Linked DNA regions of Drosophila melanogaster: region 1 is linked to region 2. Evidence: chromatin contacts called from public Hi-C data. All regions are on one chromosome and are shown on one strand. Each heading gives the region's core, a stretch centred on a gene start, on an enhancer-like site or on the middle of the called end of the contact. The rest is flanking DNA. Distances are from core to core; before and after follow the strand shown. Region 1 holds the start of Rab35 (Rab35,). Region 2 holds the start of Hers (Histone gene-specific Epigenetic Repressor in late S phase).

Evidence for each region. A called contact is a pair of places that touch in the nucleus more often than the background predicts.
Region 1: a Hi-C map of the Kc167 cell line shows a contact between it and region 2, with 2.3 times the contacts expected there. The contact joins the promoter of Rab35 here to the promoter of Hers in region 2. A contact is called at or near these places in 21 of 107 Hi-C or Micro-C datasets (the D17-c3 cell line, the Kc167 cell line, the ML-DmBG3-c2 cell line and 11 more) and 3 of 6 datasets of contacts at active chromatin or transcription factors (all in the Kc167 cell line).

The regions. Positions count from the first base shown.
Region 1 is chrX:20,158,398-20,164,650 of dm6, forward strand. Rab35 (Rab35,) reads right to left here and starts at 1,475. Exons shown (of 3, transcript NM_001272810.1): 1 at 499-1,475. The coding sequence starts at 550. It overlaps Phf7 (PHD finger protein 7), which reads right to left. Exons shown (of 4, transcript NM_001272812.1): 2 at 4,138-4,444; 3 at 3,543-4,045; 4 at 1,958-3,478. The coding sequence starts at 4,239. The coding sequence ends at 2,521.
Region 2 is chrX:19,864,208-19,870,661 of dm6, forward strand. Hers (Histone gene-specific Epigenetic Repressor in late S phase) reads left to right here and starts at 1,939. Exons shown (of 9, transcript NM_001272807.1): 1 at 1,939-2,035; 2 at 2,586-2,959; 3 at 4,194-6,454. The coding sequence starts at 4,203. THADA (THADA,) reads right to left here and starts at 1,317. Exons shown (of 7, transcript NM_134517.3): 1 at 1,143-1,317; 2 at 878-1,055; 3 at 521-802; 4 at 1-451. The coding sequence starts at 1,251.

The sequences.
Region 1 (6,253 bases), core at 225-2,724, 290 kb after region 2:
TTACCGCCGCAGCTGGTCTGCTCGCATATCAAGCTGTATATCCTGCCAGTGCGTCACCATTAGTCATGAGCCTGGTTTTGCCCGAGCCAGACCACCTTTCTCGAAATACGCCCAAATGAATATGTAGATAGCTACGTTAGGAGGAGGACAGGACTGATATAAAGTGCTTTTGCATTTATGATTAAATATATAAAATTAGTACAACCTAACACATGTTGAGTATGCCAAAAACATTGAGTATAGAAACAAGAAGCTGACGAATGTTGAAAGTATTATGGAAACTGAAAACAACATTACTCATACGCCATGTTGGCGTTAGCATTTTAAATGTAACATACATTAATGGTAATCAGATGCAGTAATGCGAAAGGGAGGTGGAGACAACTGCGTTTTTGGCCAGGAAACGGGGACAAATTGCAATTTACACCTGCTATTTTCAACTCGATGCTATTTTTAAGCACCTGGTCTGTGGGAAACGGGAATGCCTGGGAAACTCACCGCTATCGCCGATTATTAGCAACTTGAATAGATGATCGAAGCCGCGTGCCATTTTTCGACGTTTTTTCGCTGTTTTTCTGTGTTTTTCCTTGTTTTTGCAAGTGCTTTTATATTTACAGTTAGGCGCGTCGAACAATGCAAAATATACTTTTGTTTTCTTTTTTTCTGCTGCCTGCTCCCACACTCACACACACAGGAGCACACTCCCTGCGCTTACTCTCTCTCTCTCTCTCTTTCGCACTCTCTCGGAAGCGCCCTCTCTTTCGCCCCAAGCTACGACCCTCTCGCTCGCACTGGTGCAGCCGGCTGAATATCTGAGATAAGCTGTTGTTCTTTCTGGCTGCTGGTCTGTTGTTGTTGTTGTTTTTGCTGCTGTTGCTGATGTTTTTGTTGCTGTGTGATAAGCTATAGTTATTAGTGTTGTTGCGTTGCGAGTTAATTTATGTAAGTGTTGTTGCCGCCGCCTTGTTATTTAATTTCCTTTGATTAGGTAGGTGTGTTTCTCTTTTTTTGGCTCCACTGGTACAATTGTTGCTTTTGCTTTAACAGCGGATTTGCGAAGAGAAATCGAGCGGCAGGCTCATTTCCATCAGATCCAATGGCTTGCTGGCGGATAAGACGGCGATTTGGTGCCGAAAATATTTCAATATAGGCTGGCAAATTTTCGCAAAGCTCGACTCCCTCGCAATCGTGCGTCTCGCTCTCTCCAACACTGTAGCACAGACACAACACACGAACACATACGCACGCACGCACACACACACAGGAGTGAAGCTCTGGCTGACTGTTGAATTTATATTGGGCTTCTCGGCGGTCTCGAACTTTCCAGCTTCCGGGTTGCTCTTGCAGCGCTGAAAGGACGACGATTTGTGGGAATTTGTGGGCGTCGGCGTTGCGGATTAATTCTGGTTAATTCATATTCTGGATAAACTATTGCTAACGCACCCACACTAGAGACGGAACCAAATGCGATGTTTATGCTATCGATAGTTTAGGATAGATAGTACCCCACAAACATCGATTCATTTAGCCGGAGCATAAAGTCGAATTTTTCTGTAACTAAATATGCAATGTGCCCACTCAAAAAATTAAATTAGTTTAATAAATTAATACTGGCAATTTTTTTTAATATCAATATGTATCGATATATTTAGAGAACATTATCGCAAGTGTTGCCGTTTAGCGGGTTGCTAACGTTGCCACCTGTGCATAAACTTTTGGCCATATCCAGCACTTATTTATTATGAATGGCGCGATTTTTAAAAAATCTTCAAATAATCACTTATAAAGCCCATATTATATTAATACCAAAAAAAAAACTAAATATTATATACTTTCATACCGATTTGTAGCGGGTATTAACTAGAAGCAAAACGCTATACTCTTAATGAAAGTGAGTATTCGTAGTTTACAACTTTTGAGAAGTTTTTTCAACATCCAAATAAAATCATTCTAACTTATTTTTCAAATATTTTAATTTTATTTATTTCATTTTAGCGTTCAGATACTGGGATTCTTGATACAGATACTGGATTCAGGGATTCTTAGATCGCTAGTCAAAAAAATGTAATGCTTAGAGTAATTGAAATAATGTAGGCACTGCGAGCTGCTGAAAAGAAAGTCAGATGGGGAAAATAATGTCTACAGCTACTTAAAGTAAATATGTATACAAGTTATTTATACGTGTGGAAAGGAGCACTTACTTAGCTTACTTAACAAAGCAAATAAATGGTAAATGCATCTTATTAGCGAATACCGCTAGGAGAACAGGATTTTAATGGAATTTTATATGTACAAAAGGCGGAAAATAGAGAATAACGGGTGCGAACCAAACGCACGCATTTGGTCCACAACCTAGTCGATGTGATGGTTAATGGAATGTGCAAGTGTTATGTATCGTGATGTTGTCATCTGTTCTCCTAGTCCCTGCGGGTATCCTGCCCACTCAGGATATATCCATATTGATCTTGCCGTGTACATGGATTTGTGCGAGTGTGATCTATTGTAATGTCATCTGTTCTCCTAATCCTTGCGGCTGGCCATGTGGTTGGACAAGCGGTGGCGGGTCCTATTGGCCACACAGGATATATCCATGTTGGCGAGTGAGGAAGGCCTGTTGGCCAAAGTGCGGCGACGTAAGACACGTGGAGCAGGAGTGCTCGGCTCCGGCGAGATGGAGCCCAACAGACGCCTGCCATTCGACGGCGCAGCGGCAGTGGGCGTAAGTTGGCGCCTCTTCGACTCATATTCATCACTATCATATTCATCACTATCGTCATCGCTATCCGACACGTGTCTAGGCGGCGAGACGTATCTAGGGCGCCAGGGACGACGTCCATTCGATGTGGACGGCTCAGTGTTTTCTTGGTTATCAAGTGTCGATGCGGATGTGGATGTGGATGTGGATGTGGATGATGTCGCAGTTGCAGTAGCAGAGCGAAACGAGGTTACTACACTTGAGAGAAATGTTGTTTGCGTTCCCTGTGATTCAAATGTGCGAGTTCCACGATCGGCTAAAGCGCGTGCCCCCGCAGAAGTAGATGGTTGATCATCGGAGAGGGTCACCACGCGACTCTGCACTTTGGTATCGAACGCACGCTGAAAGACGGCATCATCGTCGGAGGAGCCGAAATCATCCCAATGGGAGGGTGATAGCTTCTCTTGAATCTGATCACCATTTAGGTGACCTGGACGTGGGGCTTCGGCCGAGTCGTCCATTGAGCCGGCGTCATCCGAGTCCGATTCGGCAACGGGCACTGCCTCCGGGCTGACGGCTGAGCAAACCTTGCAGACGTAGTTTTGGAGAGTCTTCAACGTGCAAAGGTAATGTGACGGATTGGCGCCACATGAGGTGCAGTACAGCAGCATGGCGGAAGTGTCGGCGCGACCAGAGACCGCAACGCACAACGCGGCCGTACAATTGACATCGCGGCGGTACTGCCCAGCAAAGGCGTCCGGCTCGGTCTCCCAGGAAGCGTCTCTGCGGAATACAAGTACTGGTTAGTTGGGCTTGTTTGCTCCAAATGTAGTAGGTTTTAACTTACTGGTCCAGCACCGCGATGCCCATATAAGCCACCCTGCGGAACACATCTGTGTTGTTGCACAGCGGGCACTTGAAGAAGTAGCCGGACGAGTTGGCGTAGCGCTGCAGGCACCTGCGGTGGAACCATCCATTGCGGCAGCACGGCGCGTATAGGCAGGTCACCACGCTGAAGCGCTCGCCCTTGGCAACCACGTCCTCCGCGCATAGGAGACATTCCTCGTCATTCTTGAACACCGGACGGTTTCGAGGCACCAGCACATGCTGATGGCAGAACGAGTTGTACGTGTCGCAGAACTGGTTCTGGGCCAGATTATCGACGCCGCACTTGGTATGGAAGGTGCGACGGCACCCCGACTTGCAGCACCAAATATTGGCGCCCAAGCGGCGGCAATAGCAACACTTAAGCAAACGGCAGCGGTTGACCTCCGCTTCGATGTCCTCCTTGAGGAAGTTCATGATGCTCAATTTCTTTTCGCCACGCTGGATGAGATTCGAGCTGAGGTACTGCAAGAGGAAGGGAGAACGAGGGGAGTGAGAAGGTCGGCTTGCGAAGGAGTCTCCTGGACGCGGAAGCCCACCCGAATACTCTTACTTACCAAGCAGTTGCGGTGCACCATCATGTTGCCCTCCACGTGCACAGTGCCGAAGATCAGCTCGTCCCGCTCGCCGCTGAGGCACAGCACGCAGATCTGCACCATGGATGCGTTTCCGGTGACCAATCCCTCAACTAAAACAGCAACAGCAGCCGAAAAAAACAAATCTCGCCGATTGAGAAGCGATTGACTGTTTTCGCGCGCAATGAACGTCGGTTTATCGGAGATAGCCCTGCAGCCAGAGATGCCAGATCGCCTCGAGTTGATTTGATTTTATTTGCGTTGGCACGAATTGCCTAAAACTGCTGTTCTGAAAAAATTTTAATTAAAATCTTAATATTTAACATGTCTAGTTTCTATATATATTTCTATATTTTCTTAAGCAACCCTGATGTTAAAAAGGGATATTTTCAAATTTTTGCCTTGGGAAGTCCAAAGAGAATTGACGTAGCTAAATAGGAACGAAATAAAAAAATCAAGCAACAACCTAAATAGAAAAATATAAATATAAAATCTTAATACTTGACTTTTCTAGTTTCTATATATAGTTTTATATTTTCCTAAGCAACCCTTAAATTAAAAAATAGATCTTTTTAATTTGTTGCCTTGGGAAGTCCAAAGAGAATTGCCGTAGCTAAATTGAAACGAAATTCAAAAGAAAAAATAAAAACAGCTCTTATTTACCCGTTACTCAGGTGGTGCGAGAGAAATGGCAATATTCAAATAGAAGAGCGAGTGCTGTAGAGCGCGCAGCGATTGAATGTTAATGGGCTTCTAAAAGTCTAATCTGAACACAATTTGCCAGTTAGCTTCTGTTGACAAGTGAAGCACATGTCCCTTAATACCAAGAAGTTGAGCATTTTGGCGGCAACAGTTTGAGATTCACACAAGCAAATCGGGAATTTTATTTAGCCAATGATGAAGAATATATATGCACATATAGTCTGTAGGGTTTATAGGGTTGGAGACGATTCTGTTTCTATAAATTCCCAACGATTGATTTATTTTAACTCTTAATGGGCTTCTAAAAGTCTAATCTGAACACAATTTGCCAGTTAGCTTCTGTTGACAAGTGAAGCACATGTCCCTTAATACCAAGAAGTTGAGCATTTTGGCGGCAACAGTTTGAGATTCACACAAAAGCAAGTCGGAAATTTTATTTAGCCAATGATGAAGAATATATATGCACATATAGTCTGTAGGGTTTATAGGGTTGGAGACGATTCTGTTTCTATAAATTCCCAACGATTGATTTATTTTAACTCTTAATGGGCTTCTAAAAGTCTAATCTGAACACAATTTGCCAGTTAGTTTCTGTTGACAAGTGAAGCACATGTCCCTTAATACCAAGAAGTTGAGCATTTTGGCGGCAACAGTTTGAGATTCACACAAACAAATCGGGAATTTTATTTAGCCAATGATGAAGAATATACAAATATGCACATATAGTCTGTAGGGTTTATAGGGTCGGAGACGATTCTGTTTCTATAAATTCCCAACGATTGATTTATTTTAACTCTTAATGGGCTTCTAAAAGTCTAATCTGAACACAATTTGCCAGTTAGCTTCTGTTGACAAGTGAAGCACATGTCCCTTAATACCAAGAAGTTGAGCATTTTGGCGGCAACAGTTTGAGATTCACACAAACAAATCGGAAATTTTATTTAGCCAATGATGAAGAATATACAAATATGCACATATAGTCTGTAGGGTTTATAGGGTCGGAGACGATTCTGTTTCTATAAATTCCCAACGATTGATTTTTTTTTAACTCTTAATGGGCTTCTAAAAGTCTAATCTGAACACAATTTGCCAGTTAGCTTCTGTTGACAAGTGAAGCACATGTCCCTTAATACCAAGAAGTTGAGCATTTTGGCGGCAACAGTTTGAGATTCACACAAACAAATCGGGAATTTTATTTAGCCAATGATGAAGAATATACAAATATGCACATATAGTCTGTAGGGTTTATAGGGTCGGAGACGATTCTGTTTCTATAAATTCCCAACGATTGATTTTTTTTTAACTCTTAATGGGCTTCTAAAAGTCTAATCTGAACACAATTTGCCAGTTAGCTTCTGTTGACAAGTGAAGCACATGTCCCTTAATACCAAGAAGT
Region 2 (6,454 bases), core at 689-3,188:
GAACAGATGCTTGGAAAGGAAGACAAGCAGATTGGTCACGGTGCTTTTCAGCTCGCTGACGGCCACGATCCTCTTCAGAATAGCCAGTGCTAGTGTAGCGTTTTCTGTATAATCGACGGGCCGCAGGACGAGCAGGGCGGCCATCTGTATGGGAACATCCTGCTCTGCCTTTGGCCTCGAGCAGTCTTCGACATACGCCTTGAATGTTCCGGAAAACCGAGCCAGGTGACCGATCAGCAGGGCGGCAATGGAGCGTACGTCCCACGGAGTGTCGTAGTAGCGAGCCACCTTTTGGGCCACCGCATTCGACGTGCCCGGAAACCGCTGATCCTCGAACAGGCGCAACTTGTCGCTCCACTCGGCCAGCAGACTAACCAAGAACCGCAGCGCATTCTGCACGTACAAGTAGAGCTCGTTGCGACGCGTTGGCGAGAGTTCCAGCGTAGGGTCACTGTCTTAAAGCAAGGTAATTGTGGAGTCAGCATTGTGCGCAGCTATCATATACATTAGATTGACGCACCAAATGTCCGCCCAGTAGCGCTCCAAGGCGGTAGTTAGCAGCGGCGCAAAGCGATGCACCTGTTTGCCCAGGGCCTCCCGTCCAAAGGGAAAGTTCTGCAGGCAGGCGTTGGCGGACACGAAGACATCGTTGGTGCGCTCGTGGCTGACAGGCGGCGTGATCACTGCGAGACTGTTGGCCATTTCGCCGAGCGACTGCTGCAGAGCCTCCAGCAGGTGCTCCTTCGAGTGCCTGCGATGTGGCGACGCATTCTGTTTGGCCAGCGCATTGTCCGAGAAGAGTCTAAATGGGATTGATCATCGGCTATAGGACATCCAGTTGGATCGTGTGGCTTGAGTCGCCGTGGGCTCACCGTACTTGGTCAGCTGGTTGCGCACGGCGTGCTTCAGGGGACTGGCCAGCAGGAGATCCGCCAGGAAGTGGGCTACATCTTCATGATCTTGCGCCTGCTCCCCGTAAAAGACATCCTTGACCACCTGCACCTGCTCCGCACTGCTCTTGGCCGCCGCGAACTGGAGCACAAAGTCATGTGGCGCTGGAAAATGGAGAAGCGATTGGAGCCTCAGCATGCATGTTTATACATAGCTTACTGGTGGTCACTAAGTGACCCACCACAACCCACCGGCAATCCACGTGTTGGGCAGTGGCACAAGGGCGTCGCGCAGCTCGGCAAATCTCTTGGGGTGAGCACACACCTTCAAGGCGGCCACGCGCAGGTTCAGATCGTTCATGGTTCTGTCAGGATTGCGGATAAATAGTAAATATCAGATGGTTTAAATCAGCCACTTTGGTGTTGTCAGTAGAGCTGTGAGCAATTCGATTTCAAAATCGATCTAATCGATATTTTCAGATGGGCGAAGAAATCGATAACATTACTAGGAAATCGATGCTATGTCTATCTATCTTTATAAGGTGACAAATCTAATCTTAAAGTAATATTCCTCAATTAAATTAATCACATTTGTACTGCCCCCTACGTACCAGTGGATTATAAATAATCTATGAAAACATATTGATCTTACAAAATATATTAACATTGCATTTTTTTAGATAACAAAAATTCTAAGCATAAGAGCTGCCTCTTAATTTTTAAGCTGATTAATTGATTTAAGGCCGTTTTTTTCGACTTAATCGATCTTTTTTAGAATCGAAAAGAATCGATTCCCAAGCGGTAATATTGTTTACGACATTAGTTGCCACCTTTACTTATTTACTTACTTTACTTTGTGGAACTAAGTTCCACATCTGGGATGCCAAACACTCACGCTTAGCAAGTACTTGCTCCTCTGCTAACCCAGTGCGCCCATAAATTCTGTGCTGCCACCTTTTCTTCTATCGGAGATACGCGCCGCGACAAGAGTTGCCATCCGCTCTCCTTGCCCGTTACACACAGCACCAACAAAACTTGATACGTATCTATCGATAGTATCGCATGGAAATAGGTCCTAGTTCCACCTCTAATGTGCATTGGGTTATTTATTTTTTTTCCTGTGATTTGTTTATTGAGTGAGCCCTGTACGATGCGATTTTTATGTGCGAATAGTAAATATTTCGGCCCACGGTGCCATCCGATTCAGATGGAAAACACAATTGGTTTCCAATAGGAAAAGTTTGCATCATGTTTTCGTATGCCAAACGCTCGACGTGTGCGTGTGCGTGCGTATGTATTTGTTGGGTGTAAGGTGCATTTGTGTGTGTACGTGAGAGGGGGAGGATTCGTAAAAGTGTTTTTCCTCGTTTTCTCGTAACCTATCTTAAAACAAGCATGTAACATAACTTGCGAAAGCCCGAAAAGCATCTATGAAAATTCGGAGAAATCCACCTGGCTTGGCCGTTTTGCCTGTGTAGTGTGTTTTGTGTGGGAGCGCCAGAGTAAAAGAGAGGGAGTGAGAGTGAGAGGGAGCGAGCGAGAGAGAGGCTTTTTTTTGTTGATACACCGTGAGTGCATGTGTATGTGTGTGTGCGCCTCTTTATTTGTGACGAAATGTGTATAAAATGTTTATGTTTATGTTTTTTCCCGCCCCTCCCGCCACCCACTCACACACGCACACTTCTATGCAAATAGGCGCCGCACAAGTTTGAAGTGAAACGCGATCGGCAAAAACAATAAATCTCACCACAAAGTGGAGCAGCACCCACAAATAAATAAAAACATAAATAAAAGTGCGCCCGCCCGAAAGTAGGAGAACAACAAACGGCTTAGGAAGCATCGCGAAACGTCATTAAAGGTCGGCAGATGGGCGGCCTACGGATTTTCGTGCCCTCCGCTGGCCATTCTCCTCGTGCTTGCTGCTGTTGTTGTTGTTGTTGCGGCTCCCAGAGCAGTTGCAGTTGTTGTAGTTGTTGTTGCTGTTGCACTAGCTGCAGCGGACCAACGGCCACAGCGCAGTGAGAGCGAGCGGGACGGCAAGCGAGCGCCACTGAAGGTGCGAGCGAGAGGTGAGTGACTTTGGCTTTCTAACGGTGGCATCTCCCCCCCCCCCATCAAACGTAACAATAAGAGCGACCGAAAAGGGAAAAGGAAGAGGAAGAGGGAGGAAGACTGGGCTTAGTGGGTGGGAATACAGTAATCACTCGCTTATAGTGATAATATAATTCCGAATTCAATTAACCCGCTACCAGCTAATATCTTTTGTGTGATTTTCTGAATACAGATCTTTTAAAATGTTTTCATAGGTACGAGTTTTTTAAATAATTCCACGCTTCGGAACAATGAAAAATGTTTAACTTTCCTTTTATCCGTTACGAATTTTTCAATGAATATTTCTAGTATGTCATTCTTTTAAGTCCTTAAGAATATAATTTGGTTTAGCTTTGCATCGAATTTATTTATTTATATTTTAAGATAAAGCAAATTTTAAGAAATAGCAAACATTTAAATTGGAGAATGCATTTTAATGAGTTTAGTGAGTTTTTTATGAGTCCTGTAAAATAAAACAATTTGAAATAAATACTTTTTGTAATTGCATACTTATTACTCCTTCAAAACAATTGATTAAATAATAGAATTTCGCGATGTGCAATATGATGTGCATAGTAATTTTTGTAATTATGATTATATATATATATTATTATATTATATATATTATATTTTTATATTATATTTTTATATTATATTTTTATATTATATTTTTATATTATATTATATATATTATATGTCGCATAATTGCGTATCGAAAGCTTTTCAAACATTGTAAATGCGTTTACATATGTACAATATATAGGTTAGTAGTTTGAAGGTTAGTAAAGGTCAAATCTAAATTGTTCTGCATTTCAGTTAAAACCTTCTAGGTCCAGCCGATTATCTTTAAGTCGAGTAAATAAATCCAAATCGATATAAAACAATTCATTCTTTTATTTGAAAATAAGAACAGCAAGTGATGGGTACTCTAAATACTCCATGTTCCAACCGACAGTTTCGAGTTGAGATGCATTCTCTGGCACTCCGCCTCCATTTTCATTTCGTAGCTGGCGTTCCCATTGTTTGTCACGTGCGGCCACTTCAGCTGAATTACAAGGAACCGAACTGAAATGTACCACGGAGCAGAAAGGATGGGGGGGGGGGGGGCAAACGAAAGTGAATGTGTAGGAGGCAGGCCCTTGTTTCTTGGTCTCTTCTCGAAATACTTCATTTATTAACCTCCCTCGTTTACCGCTCCTCTTTCCCGCACAGCCCCACGAAATGGTCTCGAAGAAGCGCTCCAATGCCGCCGAGCGTGTCCAGCGTTCGACGGCGACTGCGGCAGCGGCGGCAGCAGCAGCTGCCGCAGCAGCGACGGCGTCCTCGACGCAGGGCAAGAAGCGGCCCGGGAAACAGACGAAGGCCTCCGGTGGCGGCGGCGACGAGGCGGATGACAAGAAGTCAGCCAGCAAAACAGATTCGGCGGCCAAGAAGCCGGCCAAGGATCCAACGGGATCATCGGGCGTGTCCACAGCCACCACTGAGGGTGGTGCTGGAAATGGAGGCGGAAAACAAACGACCTCCACCACGACATCATCCACATCCTCGACAACCGCCCCGTCCGCATCTGCATCTGCATCTGCTTCCAACAGCCTTAAATTGTCGCCGGAGGAACGACACGAGGATGGCAAGGCGCGGGCCATTAACAAGATGCTTAAGAGCCTGGATATCAAGATCCACGGCTTCGACAACCTGCTGCCTAGCGGCGAAGAGCGGCTCAACGACGGCGTGCTGAAGTCCTCCATTTCGGAGAATGTCAAGACCAAGTCGCGCGCAGCGGCGGTCAAGGTGATTTCCAGCCTGAATCCCGGCAAGATGCCGCCTGTAAAGCGAGTGCGTCCCTCACCGGAGCCAGTTAGAGAAAAAGTTGCGGAGAAGCCGGCAGAAAAGGTACTCGATAAGGAGAAACCGAAGGCGGAGCAGCAGATCACGCCGCCTCCCGCTCCAGAGGAGTCTCCTGCCTCAAAGGTGCCCAAGAAGACGGTGCAGCAGGCCAAGAAGGCCAAGGTGGAGTCATCATTAGTACAGGCGACAGTTTTAACGACAACTTCCGCAGCTACGTCAGCACCCAGCTCCGCTTCCACTTCCAAGCATACATCGACAAAGAATCCTGGCAAGAAATCAGCCCATTCAGAGCAGATGCCAAAAAAGGAGCTATCCAAGCTGGCCAAAATGGGCAAACCGAAAAAGGAAGCCAACTTGGTGAAGAGCACTGCCCGTTTGCCCGACTCAAATACGGAATCTGTGCAAATGGAACTGGAGGAGATTGTCAGTACGCCCACGGTGACGCCGACGCCTTCGGCCACGCCCACGGCGACACCGACACCCACAGCCACGCCCACGCTAACGCCAACGCCCACGGCCACACGGACAAGAACTCCCACGCCGACGCTCACGCCCACGCCTACACCCACCTCGACTCCCTCATCCACTGCCATTGCAGCGGGGCAACCCGCACCACCGCCGCCACCACCAGGGGGAGCACCCAAACAGCGACCGAAGGTGAAGTACACGAAGACATCGGCGGGATCGAAGGGTCGCATGCAACAGGCGCTGAACCAGAAGGCACCGGCTGCCTCATGGAGCGGAGCCAAGGACATATACGACTTCAAGTCGGGATCGGAAGACGAGGAGCCGATCAAGATGGTGCTGCCGTCGCTCAAGGAGCTGCGCGAGTTCTCAGATGAGGATAATAAGCCATTAAAGCTGTTCGAGCGGCAGGCTGAGAAAACAAAGGTTCAGGTTCAGGATGAGGAGGAGCAGCCACTGGTCAAGAAGGAGGAGAAGCCACCGTCCGAAAAGGAGGTGAAGGTGAAGTCCAAGGAGAAGGAGAAGGAAAAAGAAAAAGACGTAGATCCTTTAAGCAACGCACAGCAGTCCGAACCAGCAGCAAAGCACACCACCAGTACTAGCACCACCAGCACCACCTCCATTACGTCGGTTAAAAAGCAAGCCAAGCGGAAGATAGCCACTCCAATGCCCTCCAGTGCGGGGCGCAAGAAGAAGACGGTGGGCAAGGGAAAGGCCGCCGCAGCGAAGGAGCCTCCTCCCAGCGGCAGCTCCGCAGAGAGCAGCTCCTCCGAGGACGAGCGAAAGCTGAGTGCCTACAGTGGGCCCAAGCGACACCGGATGGCGTCGCTCAACGCGCTGGCCAAGGTGCAGTGTCTGTACGAGAACGAATCCCGGACGGCCCATGAGCTGGGCCTGTCCAAGGCGACGCAGCAGCCGCCACGCATTCGCACGCTGGACGGGAGTGACGACGACAACCACAAGGACTCGCCGCGTCACGGGGACACGGACAGGGACAAGGGATCCGTGAGTCCGCCGCACACATCGGCTGCACCTCCAGCCGCGCCGATTGCTCCACCCAAGGAGGCGGAGCCACGCAGGGAATTGCGCTACGTGCCCGGAGGCAGGGGAGTGGGCAAGCATTGGGAGTTCGACAGCGACAGCGAGACCGAGGAACTGCAGCT